Linked DNA regions of Rattus norvegicus: all the other regions are linked to region 1. The links are chromatin contacts, called in public Hi-C maps. All regions are on one chromosome and are shown on one strand. Each heading gives the region's core, a stretch centred on a gene start, on an enhancer-like site or on the middle of the called end of the contact. The rest is flanking DNA. Distances are from core to core; before and after follow the strand shown.

Region 1 (3,345 bases), core at 520-3,019:
GCCAGAAGAGGCGATCGAGCAGCGGCCACGGCCGGGAAGGCGAGCCAGCCTCAGGGCCGCGGTGCTGGAGAGCTTCTCGCCCGCCAGCTGCGCACAACTCCGGATCGCGCAGCGCCCGCTTCCACTCGGGAGGCTGAGCCCAGGGAGGAAAGGGGTTCGTTGGAAACAGCTGCCCCGGCCCAGAGCTTGGTCTCTTCCCGGGTCTCCTGAGCCCACTGTATCATTCTCCCAAGACTTCCAGATCTCTCCAGCCCCTGGAAAGATTTCGGAAAGCCGAGATCTCACCCTGGCATTCCCCAGCCTCACGCTAATACACTAGGACCGGTTCTTGGGCTCGGGAGCAGCCTGCTCGGTCTCCTGGCGCCCAGGCGAGGGCGGAGACGCGACCATACGTTCTAGAGTGCAAGCCCAGGGTTCCACCAAGCCCAGGCAGCGCGCACTTTGAGCAAGATCTTGTAAAGTTTCCGCGCGGCTCCGCCAGGGTGGAGCGGGACGCTGGCTCTTACCGTAGACTCCTTGTCCCCGACAGTGGAAGGGGATCAGCGCCAGAAGTAGAAGGCAGGTCACCTCCATCTTCACGGCCAGTGCTTCATCCCCACGAGGCGGCGCAGCCTGAGAGGCGGCGGGGGGCGCATCCGCCGGGGCACCGCGATGCCCTCTGCGTTCCCTCCTTTTCCCTGAGACGCGAAGGAGAGGGCGGCGACCGAGACTAGGAGTCTAAGCAAACCGCGACTCGGCTCCGTTCTCTTTCCATAGGGCGGCTGCCCGGGTGGAGACGCAGGGGGCGCTGGCCCAGACCTTGATGCCTCTGCGCACCGGGCGCAGCAACCAGCTCCCTGGCCCAGAAAGCTCGGCCACCGAGCAGTCCTGGGTTCCCAGGGCTGTCCGCCCAGCGTGCTGAGCGCGAGGGACCTCTCTGCTGTGGCGGCCGCGCGCGGATCCAACAGGCCACCGATGCCTGGCAAAACTTGTGGTTTCCCCGCCCAGGGGACGCCCCTCGGCGGAGCCAGGCCAGGAGGCCGGGTCTCTGCTATGGTTAATCCGCTGGCTCCAGTCCTGCAGTAGGTGTGGAGGGCTCCGCAGCCCGACCCAGGGGAGCGGGGCTGAGCGCCCTTCCCGGAGGCGAGGGCGCCCGGGTCCCGGTCCTCTGAAGCGCCGGAGCAGCGAGGACTGGCTTCCGCCGCGGGGCGAGCGCTCCGCGTCTCCGAGTCCGCGAAGTTAGCCGAGCCGCCGCCGAGGAATCCGGGGGAGGTGATCGCGTCCCGGCGCCCCCGCGGGAATCCGGAGAACGTTTCCAAAGCAAGAGGCACCACAGCCAGCAAGGGAAAGAGGAAAGTTTGAGTCCTTTGAAAATAATTCGCGCTCTTGCGGAGGCCTGGGCTCAGGAGCCGCCCGCCGCCTCCTCTCTCCCCGCTCCTCTCCCGCCGTCTGGCCGCCGCCGTGGCATTCCCGGGCTCCGCGATCTCGGGAGAGCGGGGCTGCGCCGCGCCCCAAGTTGGGCGTCCCCGCCCCCCTCCCGGCGGCCTGGGGCCGAGGGGGCCCCAGCGGGCGGGGCCGGGCCAGGCTCCCGGGCACGGCGGCCACTCGGGCTCCGGGGCCGCGGGAGCGCTCCGCTCGCTCGGCAACTTGGGCTTCGCTGTGCTGCTTTCTGGTCCCTCCGAGCTTTTCATTCCGCGCTTCCTCCACCTCCCCACCACCACCACCCCGCCTCCCGCTCTCCCTCCTCCCTCTCTCCCTCCTCCCATCTCCGCGATCGGTCTCTCGCTCTCCCACCCTTTGTCGCTCGCTCTCCTGTTTGATTCCCCTCCAGTTAAAAAAAAAAAAAAAAAAAAAAAGGAGCCAATTAAAGGCAGCCCAGCTCGCCCGGCCCAGCCTCTGTCCAATTTCCTTGCTTCCCCCAGGACCAATTAGAGAAAACAAAACAGGGCTGGGGGAAGCAGTCTCTCTCTCTCTCTCTCTCTCTCTCTCTCTCTCTCTCTCTCTCTCTCTCTCTCTCTCTCTCTCTCTCTCCTCTCTCTCTCTCTCCGCCCCCCATCTCTCTCTCCCTATCTCCGCCTCCCCCACCAGCCCCCTGGCAGAAAAATGTCAGAAAGCAGCAATGGATCCATCTATCCCGAGGACAGTAGCGGGAACGTGGGTTCGGCGCGGGCTCTGCAGCCGCGCACTCGCACACGCTCTCCGCCCGCCCTTGCACAGCCCAGGCTGGCAAACCCCGGGCCGGATGCAAACGATCGCCGCCGCACGCTCTCCGGGCAGGCAGCGGCGACTGGTTGCGGAGACCCAAGCCTGCAGGGCACTGGACACTTATGAATGTTTTGCACTTTGGAGAAGGCGGTACTGGAGCCCAGGATCGGAAGGAAAGGCCGAGGCGTCTGCTTCTCCTAGACCAGAGCTGGCGCGAGAGGCGGTTGCCTGCTGTCGCTCTGCAGGGATGTTGGCTCGGCTTGGGAATCCCGCCACCTCCACCACCACCCGCCCCTGGCAGAGCCTCAGGCCCTTTCCAAGCTGCCTCGGCCGCTCCCCGGGTCGGGCGCCGGGCCACTGCCAGAGCCGCTGAGGAGGAGGACGCGCTTATAGCTCGTGTCCTAGCTCCGGCCCACAGGTTGCCAACAGGTTTGCCAGCAAGACCCCAGTGTCAGAGCTCTACAGGGACACCCAGTGTCCCCTTCAGCCTGCTTCTCTCAAACCTTGCCTACCCGTGAGACCTCAGGCGTGGCCAAGTGCCCTAGGGTGCACGCGCTTCCCGCAGCCAAGCTGGGAAGCCTGAGTCTCTCCCCACTCCGAGACTCCGTCACCTTAACCCGGCCCTCCCTGAAGCCGTGACCAAGACGTAGTTCCTTCCAGACGCCCTTGGGGAGGGGCGTGGGCTGGGGAGAGAGGCGCGCTACCACCCGGGCGGCGCCTCTGATCGCGTCCTCCCTCCAACCCGGGTCCTGCTAATCTCACCTGCTCCACCTGTCGCCGTTATTTATCTCGCCGTGAGCGCAGAGATTGTACTAGAGGGGCCCGTGGGAGCGCGGACAGCCGCAGCAGCTAACAAGCTCGGAGGTTGGATCCTGTTCAGGATAGGCTGCGATGGTGGATCCACGACTTGAGGCGTCTGTCCGAACTCAAAGACCTGTTTCATTCACCCAAAAGAATTGATTCTCTTGCATGTAAATTAGCGTATACATTAAAAATATTGATAACAAACCCCTCCTTTACCAAACCCATCCCCACCGGGATGTTCCTCCTCTGGCCCTCCTGGGCAGACTTAACCTGTTAAGCACATGGAAAGCACAGAGTTGCCTGATAGGTAGGGAGTGGTGCCATCATCAGCCTGACCCTTCTCAGTTTCCTTATGGC
Region 2 (3,345 bases), core at 603-3,102, 400 kb after region 1:
CCTGAACAATAAACTGAGGAAACAGGCCATCCTGAGGGGTGCTGGATCACAGGAGTCACAGTGCAAGACCACCAATGTCATCGCTGAGGGACGCAGGTTCAGAAGGGAGAAAGACAATCCCTCCCATGAGGACTCAAGGGCAAGCTAGGAAAGAAGGCCCTGGGAGACGCAAGCACACAGTTTGCATTTATCTAGTAACTGATCCCTCTCATGCTGAACCCGATCCATCAGGAAAGAGGCAGCATAGCAGAAAGACTCCTCAGCAGGAGTGAAGCCCCAAGTGTCCTGGAGGGGGGAGATGAAAGGCTGCTAGGCACAGGCAGCCCTCTCGCCACTTCTATGGTGTGGAGTGCAGGCGGCAGAGGGTCAGGCAAGAGGAACAGGCACAAGGCCTTCTTGGTCTGAGGAGTTCATTTCTTACCTAGTTATGAGAACACTTTTAGCAAGTACCTCTGTGGCTATGCTTTTACAAGGGGCTAAGCCTAACACATACAAGACAGCAAGGCAGGGGAGGCCTGGGAAAGCACAATGTGATGCTGAGAGCTGCTAAGACACCGAAACATTAAAAACATGGAACACTTGAGCTGCCAGAGGGAAAAGTGGTTTTGACTAAAGGTACCTGAGAAACGTGAAGGCTTCCAAAGGCAGACGAACTGATCTGGGCTTTTAGGGCTGAGGTGAAGTAGCTGTGACTTTTTGTGACTTTCAGAGCAGCTGAAGTCACTCAAGACTCAAAAGCTGCACTGAAGCAATCCCATCAACTGAATCTGCAGAGATGTCCGTCCGTTTCCTGAAAGTTCTTCCATCAGCCCTGCCACATTTCTAGGACACTGTGAGGCCTACACTGGGGGAGCAGTGGGCAGCAAGCAGACCAGGACATGGTGGGGTCCCCAGAATCCAGAGCTAATGCACGGTACTCATTTAATCTTTGAGAGCAAACTAAGACCGAATGGGCACTTTAGAGGAGTTAACCAACAACTCCAGATAATTAACAAAGCATGTGTTTGTGCATGAAATTTGGGAGGGGGCGTCAAAGGTGGTTAAATTGTCTATAAAAATGTCTTCTTGATGGGCTAATCTTTGACAAGTAAAAGATTCTTCACATTATCTAGCTGTGTATGTGATGACTAGCTGTCAAGTTCCCCTGTGACTCAAGAGAGATAAATGGCTGACATGTGAGGTAAATCACACACATAAACACTTTTTTTTTTTTTGGCATTTAACCTTTCTTGCGTTTCCACCAGAGAACGTCTGAGTTGCACCCCTCTTCTGTTTTTCACATGCAACTTAGTTGCCATAGTAATTCACTTTGCTCTAGAAATTTCTCTACCCTGGAAGACGCTAGTGTCTATTTACTGTGCCCCCACGCTCTGTGCTGCCAGGCTCCAGGGTTTCTGGCCTTTGCATGTTCACACGGTTCACGCTCCAGCATCTGTTGGAACCCCAGATCTAATTCTTACTCTAGGATTTTTCTGGAACTCACAGTGCTGAGGTCTGTGGGTGATGAGGCGACGTCAGCGTGATGCAGATGGGCTCGGGGAGAAACAACACTTAGTCAATAAATCACAGACCAGCAAGACAAGGAAGAATTTCTCAGTTCGGGGCTATGACAGACGATGCTCAGCCTGACTGATAGGAAGCAAATTTTGTAAAATATCTTTCCAATTTCAACTAGAATTATAGGCAATCTTAATCTGAAGCCGAGGAGTCATATATCTGGATGCTAGCTGTATTCTTCAGACTATAAAAAGGAAATTTCTAGCTCTTGAGGTTGCAAAGAAGGCTGTCTTAATGTAAATGGATGTGCTGCTGCCCCAGCGGCGCTCAGACAGGATGAAATGGAAACAGAACTAGATGAGGCGGCAGGCGGCCTTCCCGGTGCTGATGCGGGTGCTGATGCCTGCGCCCTCCTCCCGAGCATCTTCTCGGTCATCTGCAGGGCCAGGCCTTTCGCAGTTTCCTCACATACACTTAGGTCAACCACACTGAACAAATATGATGTCACATTTAGGTGACAGACAGAACTCCCTTTAGTTGCAGTAACACAAGAGCGTTGTCAGTGCCGTCAACGAGTCATGGAGCACACCCAGTGCTGTACCCAGAGCTAGAGACCAAGTCTGTCACAGCACTGAAGAAAACGTATATTAAAAAATCCCATTTTCAATTTGAGATTTTCTGTGATCCTCTATTTTCATACCTCCATACATAGAAAATATTTAAATAATTATAGACTGTTATTTGAGCCAAACGTCAATTTCTCTACCCGCCCTTATCGAATAAAACCTGCATTTAGAGGCATTAATAAGAGATAAAGTGTAATGGCCTCTGACTCCTCCTTTTCTCTTCTGTGCCGCTCCCTTAGGACACAGAGGATGAAGAATGCTCTGCCAGGGTGGTGAGTGGCAAAAAGGAGGAAAATATCAAAGGGGGTCTCGGGGCCCACCGCCTGAAGAGGTGGCCTCTGGGGGGCAGAACTGTCCAACAATGGAAGGGCAGTGAACCAGTATGGATCCAACTGTTGAGGGAAAGGAAAACAGGATCCAAGGAGGCCACAGCCACACGAGCGAGCCTTTCTTTCCACGCTTCCTTTTTCCTTCGCTACTGTTTTCACCCGTGTGCAATCACTGCGGGCACAAACCGCGCTTCAGTCGTCCTGTGCTAGATTATCTCGTACAGGGGGCAGACCTGTGCGTGGGGTTTTTCCCCCACTGAAAAATAAAGAGAGCTTCATCACAGACTGAAGAGGTGATGACAACCCACCAAGAATACCCTCTAGGGCTGGAGAGATGGCTCAGTGGTTAGGAGCATGGGCTGCTCTTCCAGAGGTCCTGAGTTCAATTCCCAGCAACCACATGGTGGCTCACAACCATCTGTAAAGAGATCTGATGCCCTCTTCTGGTGTGACTGAAGACAGCTACAGTGTGCTCACTCACATACATAAAATAAATAAATTAAAATAACAAAGTGTATCCTCTGAGCTACCGCCTTCAGTCTTAACCGTGTCACATATGTATACACGTATATATTCCAACTGAGGACTCAGTGTTCTGGTGTCATTAACTCCTTAACCTGGGCTTATTCAGCTCCATCTATTGACACAAGACCTCCTTAGGCAGCCTATTTACTTACAGTTAAGTTTGTTATTTAAAGCACCAAGGGCATTTTACTTACACTACTCCATGTACATATCAATTACAAAACAGTTCTTTCCAAGCTAGTGTAAAACAGCTAATTTAGCTGATTCTCTTACTTTTAGGGTTCCAGTAGAGCCTGTCATCCGTTAGCTGGAGAAGCAGGCGGGCGGGTGTTCAGTGAGCTCAGTGCAGAATGTTCTCGGTTTCCCTC
Region 3 (3,345 bases), core at 570-3,069, 310 kb after region 1:
CTTGGTGATTGTTATTTTATACAATTTGAAGTTTATTATATTCATATATTCCATTATTGTACTCAAAGAGGAACTAACACATGAAGCAAGCATGTCCTAATGGTGTAGCCCTATGTCCAGAGTCCTTACGCATGCTGCAGGAGAGCGGCCTCTGCAAGCCCTGTGGGCCCTGGCCTCCCAGCCCCTCTGTGCCTGCTCCTTGGGCAGGCTGCCCTGGTTCCTGCCTGCTGTCCAGCGGAGAGCAGGACACGTGCAGGATGTGGTTTAGAGCTTGTCTAAGAAACCACTCGTGATGATAGTGAGGTCCGTGTGAGGAGAAGGGAAGGGGAGGAATCTGGGGTCTAGCGTGAATCCCAGCTGGGTGGGCAGTCGCCTTTATGAGGCAGAAAGATGAAGTCAGTCGTGGAGGCCCAGGAGGACCGAGGTTCTGTTCTGAGCCAGGACTGCAGAGCCTGTGGAATCTGCAGTCTGATACCTGAGCTGGAGCTCTTCTGTAAGGGGCTCAGCACCGGGTGCCAGTGGGACTTCATGCAGGGTCCTAGCCAGTGAGGAGGGAAGTTCCAAAGGGTGACATCACAAAGCATGGGCAAGCACAGATGAGAGCTCTGGGTCTGGGGCCCTGGCAGGTGACCTCTGAGCACTCGATCCGTGCTCCATCCCGTTCTGGTTCTTGGATGATGACTTTCCCTCTCGCATGTGAAGCCAGGGCTGGAGGAAAGTGCGAAGCAGATACAGTCCATGCCCAGCCCCCGCAGCTGCTTTCCGTGTGCAGCTGATGATTCTGCTGTGGGCATTGGGTCAGCGGATGGGATGTAGTCTAGGGATTCCCGCTGGTGGTGTGTGCATGGCTGACGCTTTCCGGCAAGTGGAGCTGACCACCTGGTGTTCCCAACGCGCCCTTGTGAGCGAGCTGGGACGGGTGAGCTGTCCCGAGGCTGAAGAAACTTCCTTGCTGGGAAGATAGGATTTGGTTTTCCAAGGAGCTTCTTGGTCATTTTAGATACAGAGGTCAGGGACATTAATTAACCTTGTTTTGTTTTTTGTCTCATGTAGCCCAGGATGGTTTTGTACTTCTGATCCTCTAACACCTTCCAAGCTGCTGGAATTATGGGCAGTGGCACTGTGCTTGGATTTATGCCATGGGGAGGGGTTGCTACATCCCCAGTACATTAATCTAAAATGACTCTTTAGATACCGTATCTGATCCCTGCAGCGCTGTGGTCTGGAGATGGCCCTCACCAAGTTTTAAGGGGACGCATAGGCTCCGCTTGCCTGATTCAGAAGTGGAGTGAGTGACCGAAGTCTGGGACCTCGGAGGGTTGGGCTGCTGTCCTGTCCTCTTCCGTGTCCTCTTCCGTGTCCTCTTCCGGCTGCTGGCTGCTCGCTCACACCGCACACCCGCAGAGCCATTTGCATGTCTGGTCCTCAGCCTCCTCAGTGTTCAGATCTGCTTGAGCCGCTCACATTTGAAACTCAGATGAGCAGGGAGGGAAGTGTACACGTTAGGTAGAAACCCCGAGTGGCTGCGCTGAGCCTTGTCCCATCCCTGTCTTTAATAAAACAGCGTGTCTGGGCTTTCAAGTGGGAGGTGTTCAGGAAAGCAAGTGCCTAATTAATTAAAACCGAGAGCCAGCGCTACTTGGGTCAGCTGACTTTACTCTATGATGAAGCTGGTCCGCAGCTTCTGCTGGGTGTGGGTTAAGTGCAGACACTGAGGAGTGTGGGTTCGACTGCCATCTTGTTGCTCTCAATGGCTCACAGAAAAAGGCAGACTGACCCGTGGTCAGCCGCAGGGAACTGTGAGCTGGCTGCGCTGTTTTGCCCCAGGCCGCCTCCGCACTGGTTTGGGTGACAGTCAGGTGCCCCTTGGGCAATGATTGTGGTCAGGGTTTCACAGGAGCAGAACAAGGGCTGCTGCTGCTGCTGCTGCTGCTGCTGCTGCTGCTGCTGCTCCTGCTGCTGCTGCTGCTGCTGCTGCTGCTGCTGCTGCTGCTGCTGCTGCTGCTGGAACACTTAGGGCCAGGGCCTGCCTGCTGCTGTGGTGCCCATGCTTGTTCCCAGTGTCCAGGGTGGACTGTCGCCTCCTGGGAGCATCAGCTATGGTTGAGGGCGCCTGGATTAAGAGGGCGAGCTTTGGCTTGAGTGCTCAAGGCTGTAGGGTGAGGAGAGGTCTGCATCCCAGCAGATGGCAGTTTCACACATCAGTCACATCTGTGGCATGGGGCTGGCTAGAGCCGTGTGTTCTGTGTCTGAATCCAGATGTCTGAGAGCTCCATGCTGGGCCTCTGGCTTCTCCTTCCACTTCTCGCATGCGTGCGTGGCTGCACTTAGAGCGATGAGGAGGAGGCATTGGAGGCTGTGGAACAGGGGCTGTGGACAGTGAGGAGCTGGCATAGTTGGAGCTGGGAAGCAAACCCAGGCCGTCTTTTGTTGTGTGTGCTTTTAACCACGGAGCCATTTTCACTGCAGCCCACTTCTGCGTTCACGGTGACTCAACTGGTGGCCTCTGCTCTCTCCTCATGCAGGTTTCATTGTAGAAGGTAGACTTGCATGGTGTGGCCACTTGCCTTCCTAGTGCTGTCTGCTGAGTTGATGGGGTCTTCTCAGGTTACCCAGCCCCTCTGGAGACCGCCCAGCCCACACCATAGGTCATAGGAATGGTACATGTGTGCTCGGTCCTCTCTAGCTCTCCATCCCTGTTCTGAGTGGTCTCAGGATTGGGGACAGTGGCTGGTCCACGTAGAGAAAAGGGTGCAGCCTGTGGGGTGGGCTTAGAGGGCCAGCTGTGCTTGGTCCTCCTTTTTTAATGCAGGGCGTGTCCTATGTTGCCCACCCAAGCCAGTAAGTGAAGAGACACCCACCGAGCTGGGTGGGTGAGGGCAAGCCCGCACACCGCAGTGCTTTTCATCTGCATGCGGCTGAGAAGGGGTGTGGGGCTCTGTGATGACCCCTGGGTGACAGGAGTGAGTCTCACCTGAGGCATCGATGATTTCACAGCTTTGTCGCTTGATTCTCCACCCATCTGGTGGCACTTTTTGGGGTCTTTTTCAAGAAAGGACCCAAATCGCGTTTGTCCTGCCTCTGTTTCTGAGAACCCTAGAACTTGCAGGCCTCCTGCCTTGCCTTCTAGTTTCTCATGAGTGACTTAGAGAAATGCCAAGGCTAGCCCAGCTGAAAGCAGGGAGTAACCTCAGGTCCTTTGTCACTCAAGAACGGCCATCTCCAGTGATGTAGAGTTCACGGTCCCCACAGCAGTTTTTGGAAACAGGTCTGTGTCCCCAAGAAGGGAAGGTTCAGATCGATTACTCCATCTGCTCTGCCTGTGCTCATCTCCAGCCCTTTCTT
Region 4 (3,345 bases), core at 462-2,961, 280 kb before region 1:
GAAGGAAGGAAGGAAGGAAAGAAAAGAAAAGAAAGAAGAAATCTATCCTGATGGCAAAGATCAAACTCAATGCCCCTAATCAACAGGAAGTGTCTTAACAATAGTATCGTCCCTCTTCCTTTCGGTCTCCTTCCTTTTCTCTCCTATCTGGTGTTAGGGAGTTGAATGGGTGTGAAGGGTGGAAGAAAGAACCCACAAAGTAGCAAATGTTAGCTACAGTTTTCATCTTACAAGTTGGGAAACTAAGGCGTGGGGCAGTCAAATAGCTTCCTCAGCACCTATAGTAAATAGTAGGCTTGGGATTGGAACTCACGAAGCCGGGTTCTGTAGTCTGTATTGCCTCACTGTGCTACAGTAGCCTCCAGTCCACTCTCAAGTCCAGGGAGCTGGTCACACACAAACCACCTCCGTACTTTCACAGAGATAAAAGAAAGAAAAAAACAAAACAAACAAACAAACAAAAAAACGGCAGGCATGAGAAATGGCACATCGATTAAGATGAGCTGCTCTTCCAGGGGACATGGGTTTGGTTCCCAGAACGCACATGGTGGCTCAGGACCCCAGAACTCCAGTTCTAGGGGGATCCAACAATCTCTACTGGCTTCTTCTGCAGGCATCAGGCATGCACTTGGCTCAGAGGCATACACGCAGGCAAAACACCTATAATGCAGACATTAAACAACAACAACCAAACTCCTGGGTGGAGAGATGAGGGAGAGTATCCTCTCCCCAGCCCCTTCAAGGCCATTCCCATTCATTCTCTACCCCCCCCCCCCATGAGCCCCAGGTAATGTGATCCATCTCTACAGATTTGCCTGGTATAATTTTTTAAAATTCATTAACAAAATGAGGTCATGGAGAGAGAGAGAGAGAGAGAGAGAGAGAGAGAGAGAGAGAGAGAGAGAGAGAGAGAGAGGCTAAATAGTAACTAGACCAAATCAACTTTAAAATGATCAGAGTTTTATAAATCAAATAAAATAGTTATGGCCACCATCAAAATGTAGTTATGAAGCAATTTTTGCTTTGGTGACACGGTCTCATATCCCAGGCTGGCCTCTTAACTCATTGCATAGCGGTGGATGCCCTTGAATTCCTCGTCCTCCATCACACCCTGCCAAAGAAAAAAGGGGGTGGTGGGGTGGAAATCAGAGGTTCCAGTTCATTGATGCAGCTTCTGGGGTAGTAATAGCTTTGGAGAGCTCGGGGGAGGAAGATATTGGGAAAGTCATTATATTCACAAACCCAAGGAAAGACAGTGCCTCTTGTCATTTACTACGATTTTATAATTTAGGTGTTTATTCGTGTGGGCACACAAACCCGCTAGGCGCGCATGTGGAGGTCAAGAGGCCAATTTGAAGAGTCAGTTTCCCCCTGCCACCACGTAGGTGAAGCCTGAGCATCGGACTCTTGACTCGACGCTTGGCAACAAGCAACTTTACTCGTTGAGCCATCCTCCAAGCCCTATGATTTACATTTTACGGTTTTGGGGGTTGGGAGACACAACCTCACTCGGAGGCCCTGGCTGAGGTAGGTCAGCAGAAGACTTTAAGCCCGCCCTTTCGGACTCAATACCTGCGCTCTCCCCGCCCTCCGCCGCCGTCGCCCTCCCGCTGCGCACGCGCAATGCCTGCCTTCCTAGCCCAGGGGCGGGCCCGCGCTCGCCGCGCCACCGATCTCCGGGCGATTGCTTCTGTCTGGTGTTTAGGTATGGTGCGCGAGAGGCGCCTCGGAAGCGATCGGAGCCCAGGCTGGAGTTTGGCTGGTTACTGAAAGTTGCCCCGGTGCCGAGCGGGCTATGGGCGAGCCCGACCCCTTGGTCTCGGGGCAGCTCGCGGCCCGCCGGAGCTGGTGCTTGCGGCGGCTGGGGATGGACCGCGAGTGGCTACAGCTGGAGGCTGGGAGTGAGGTGAGAGCGAGCGGCCTGGCAGGCTACGGGAGCGGGAAGGCTGAGGAGCGGCGCCGCGCACATCCGATCCGGCCTGCCCGGAGGCGCCGAGGCCTCAGCGGGCTCCAGGCCACCTCAGGGCTTGGAGGGACCCGGCCGCGAGGCCAGGCGAGGCCGCGGCTTGAGGTCGGGGCTGGAGGGCGGCTGCGCGGGAGCGGGGCCCGTGCGGGAGCCGCTGTAACGGACGCGGGCCTGCCAGCGAGGAGAAGGATGGGGTCGAGAACAGGCACGGTCCCCGTTAAGGGTCTCTTAGAGTCTTGCGGTGACCCAGCTGAGACGGGGAAACTGAGGCAGAGGCGTCCCCACTGACTCCAAAGGATGGGGAGCCTGCCCAGGGAGTCTGAAGATGGACTGCGTAGACTCTCGGAGTTGATTTTAAGTGCGATCGCGAGTTTAAGGGTAGCTTGCTTAAAACCCTCGAACTGTAATGTAAAATATGTAAATAAATAAAGTCTTCCACTCCATCTCCGAGGGTAATTGGCGAGCCGGCGTGGACCACGGTTGCATTCCCAGAGTCCCGAAGTGGGTTAGCCTTCTCTCCAGAAACTGCTCACAATATTTGATAATGCAAACTTTAGGGGCTGGTGCTGTATCCCGAACCCAGGGTCTCGTACTTGGAAGGCAGGCACTCTACCAAATGTATCTTCAGCTCCATACATGCAAAATTAAAAACAAAGGCCAAAAGGGGAGGCACAGTTTATAGGCGGGAGGGAGGTGCTGGGGCGGACTGCGTCCTTGTAATCAGTTCTGGAAAGGGAACTGGGTCAGGGACGAGCTTGCAATGTAGAAACCCTTGGGGTGCAGTACTGAATGTTTGGTCCTGTGTGCTGACTGGTCTTATGTCAAGTTGGCACGGAAATTAGAGTCATCTGAAACGAGGGAAACTTAATTGAGAAAATGCCCCCATAAGATCTGTCTGTAAGGCATTTTAATTAATGATGGATAGTGGTGGTGCCATCCCTGGGCTGGTGGTCCTGGGTTCTATAAGAAAGCAGGCTGAGAAAACCAGTAAACAGCACCCTCCATGGCCTCTGCATCAGCTCCTGTCTCCAGGTTCCTGCCCTAAGTTCCTTTGATGATGTTCTTCAATTCAGAACTGTAAGCTGAATAAACTCTTTCCTCCCCAACTTGCTTTTTTGGTTATGGTGTTTCCTTGGCAAGAATAGTAACCCTAAGAGATCATCTAAGTTACATTCAGTGAATTGGTAAGGTTAGAATTTCTGATAAGCTGTATAATTCTCAGTTGAGAGACAAACATAGGGATTTGTGACTTGAACCAGGGAAAAAGTATTTTCACAGCGAAGGAGCCTGAGACCATCTGGGTTGGCCAGGGTCTTGGGTTATTTAGGAATATTCTAGAGCAGGTCCTGCTTTAAGTTAGGCATCAGAGGGCTGCTTAT

What was found. A called contact is a pair of places that touch in the nucleus more often than the background predicts.
Region 2: a Hi-C map of frontal cortex shows a contact between it and region 1, with 2.6 times the contacts expected there. The contact joins the enhancer-like site here to the promoter of Mdga1 in region 1. A contact is called at or near these places in 1 of 12 Hi-C or Micro-C datasets (frontal cortex) and 1 of 1 datasets of contacts at active chromatin or transcription factors (oligodendrocytes).
Region 3: a contact with region 1 is called in a Hi-C map of Schwann cells, with 2.5 times the contacts expected there. The contact joins the enhancer-like site here to the promoter of Mdga1 in region 1. A contact is called at or near these places in 2 of 12 Hi-C or Micro-C datasets (Schwann cells and mammary epithelial cells).
Region 4: a contact with region 1 is called in a Hi-C map of kidney, with 4 times the contacts expected there. The contact joins the promoter of Rnf8 here to the promoter of Mdga1 in region 1. A contact is called at or near these places in 10 of 12 Hi-C or Micro-C datasets (the A7r5 cell line, the Rat2 cell line, Schwann cells and 6 more).

The regions. Positions count from the first base shown.
Region 1 is chr20:7,964,065-7,967,409 of GRCr8, forward strand. Mdga1 (MAM domain containing glycosylphosphatidylinositol anchor 1) reads right to left here and starts at 1,770. Exons shown (of 17, transcript NM_001414944.1): 1 at 507-1,770. The coding sequence starts at 573.
Region 2 is chr20:8,365,384-8,368,728 of GRCr8, forward strand. All of the region lies in intron 8 of Btbd9 (BTB domain containing 9), which reads right to left. Among named protein-coding and RNA genes, the nearest start is that of Btbd9, 270 kb to the right of the region's middle. Within about 2 kb of position 1,853, at least 1 of the 93 cell types and tissues checked has an H3K27ac peak or open chromatin away from gene starts, as enhancers often do.
Region 3 is chr20:8,273,767-8,277,111 of GRCr8, forward strand. All of the region lies in intron 5 of Zfand3 (zinc finger AN1-type containing 3), which reads left to right. Among named protein-coding and RNA genes, the nearest start is that of Zfand3, 190 kb to the left of the region's middle. Within about 2 kb of position 1,820, at least 5 of the 93 cell types and tissues checked have an H3K27ac peak or open chromatin away from gene starts, as enhancers often do. A contact at or near this core is called in Schwann cells, where this site is marked.
Region 4 is chr20:7,682,254-7,685,598 of GRCr8, forward strand. Rnf8 (ring finger protein 8) reads left to right here and starts at 1,712. Exons shown (of 8, transcript NM_001025727.1): 1 at 1,712-1,906. The coding sequence starts at 1,796.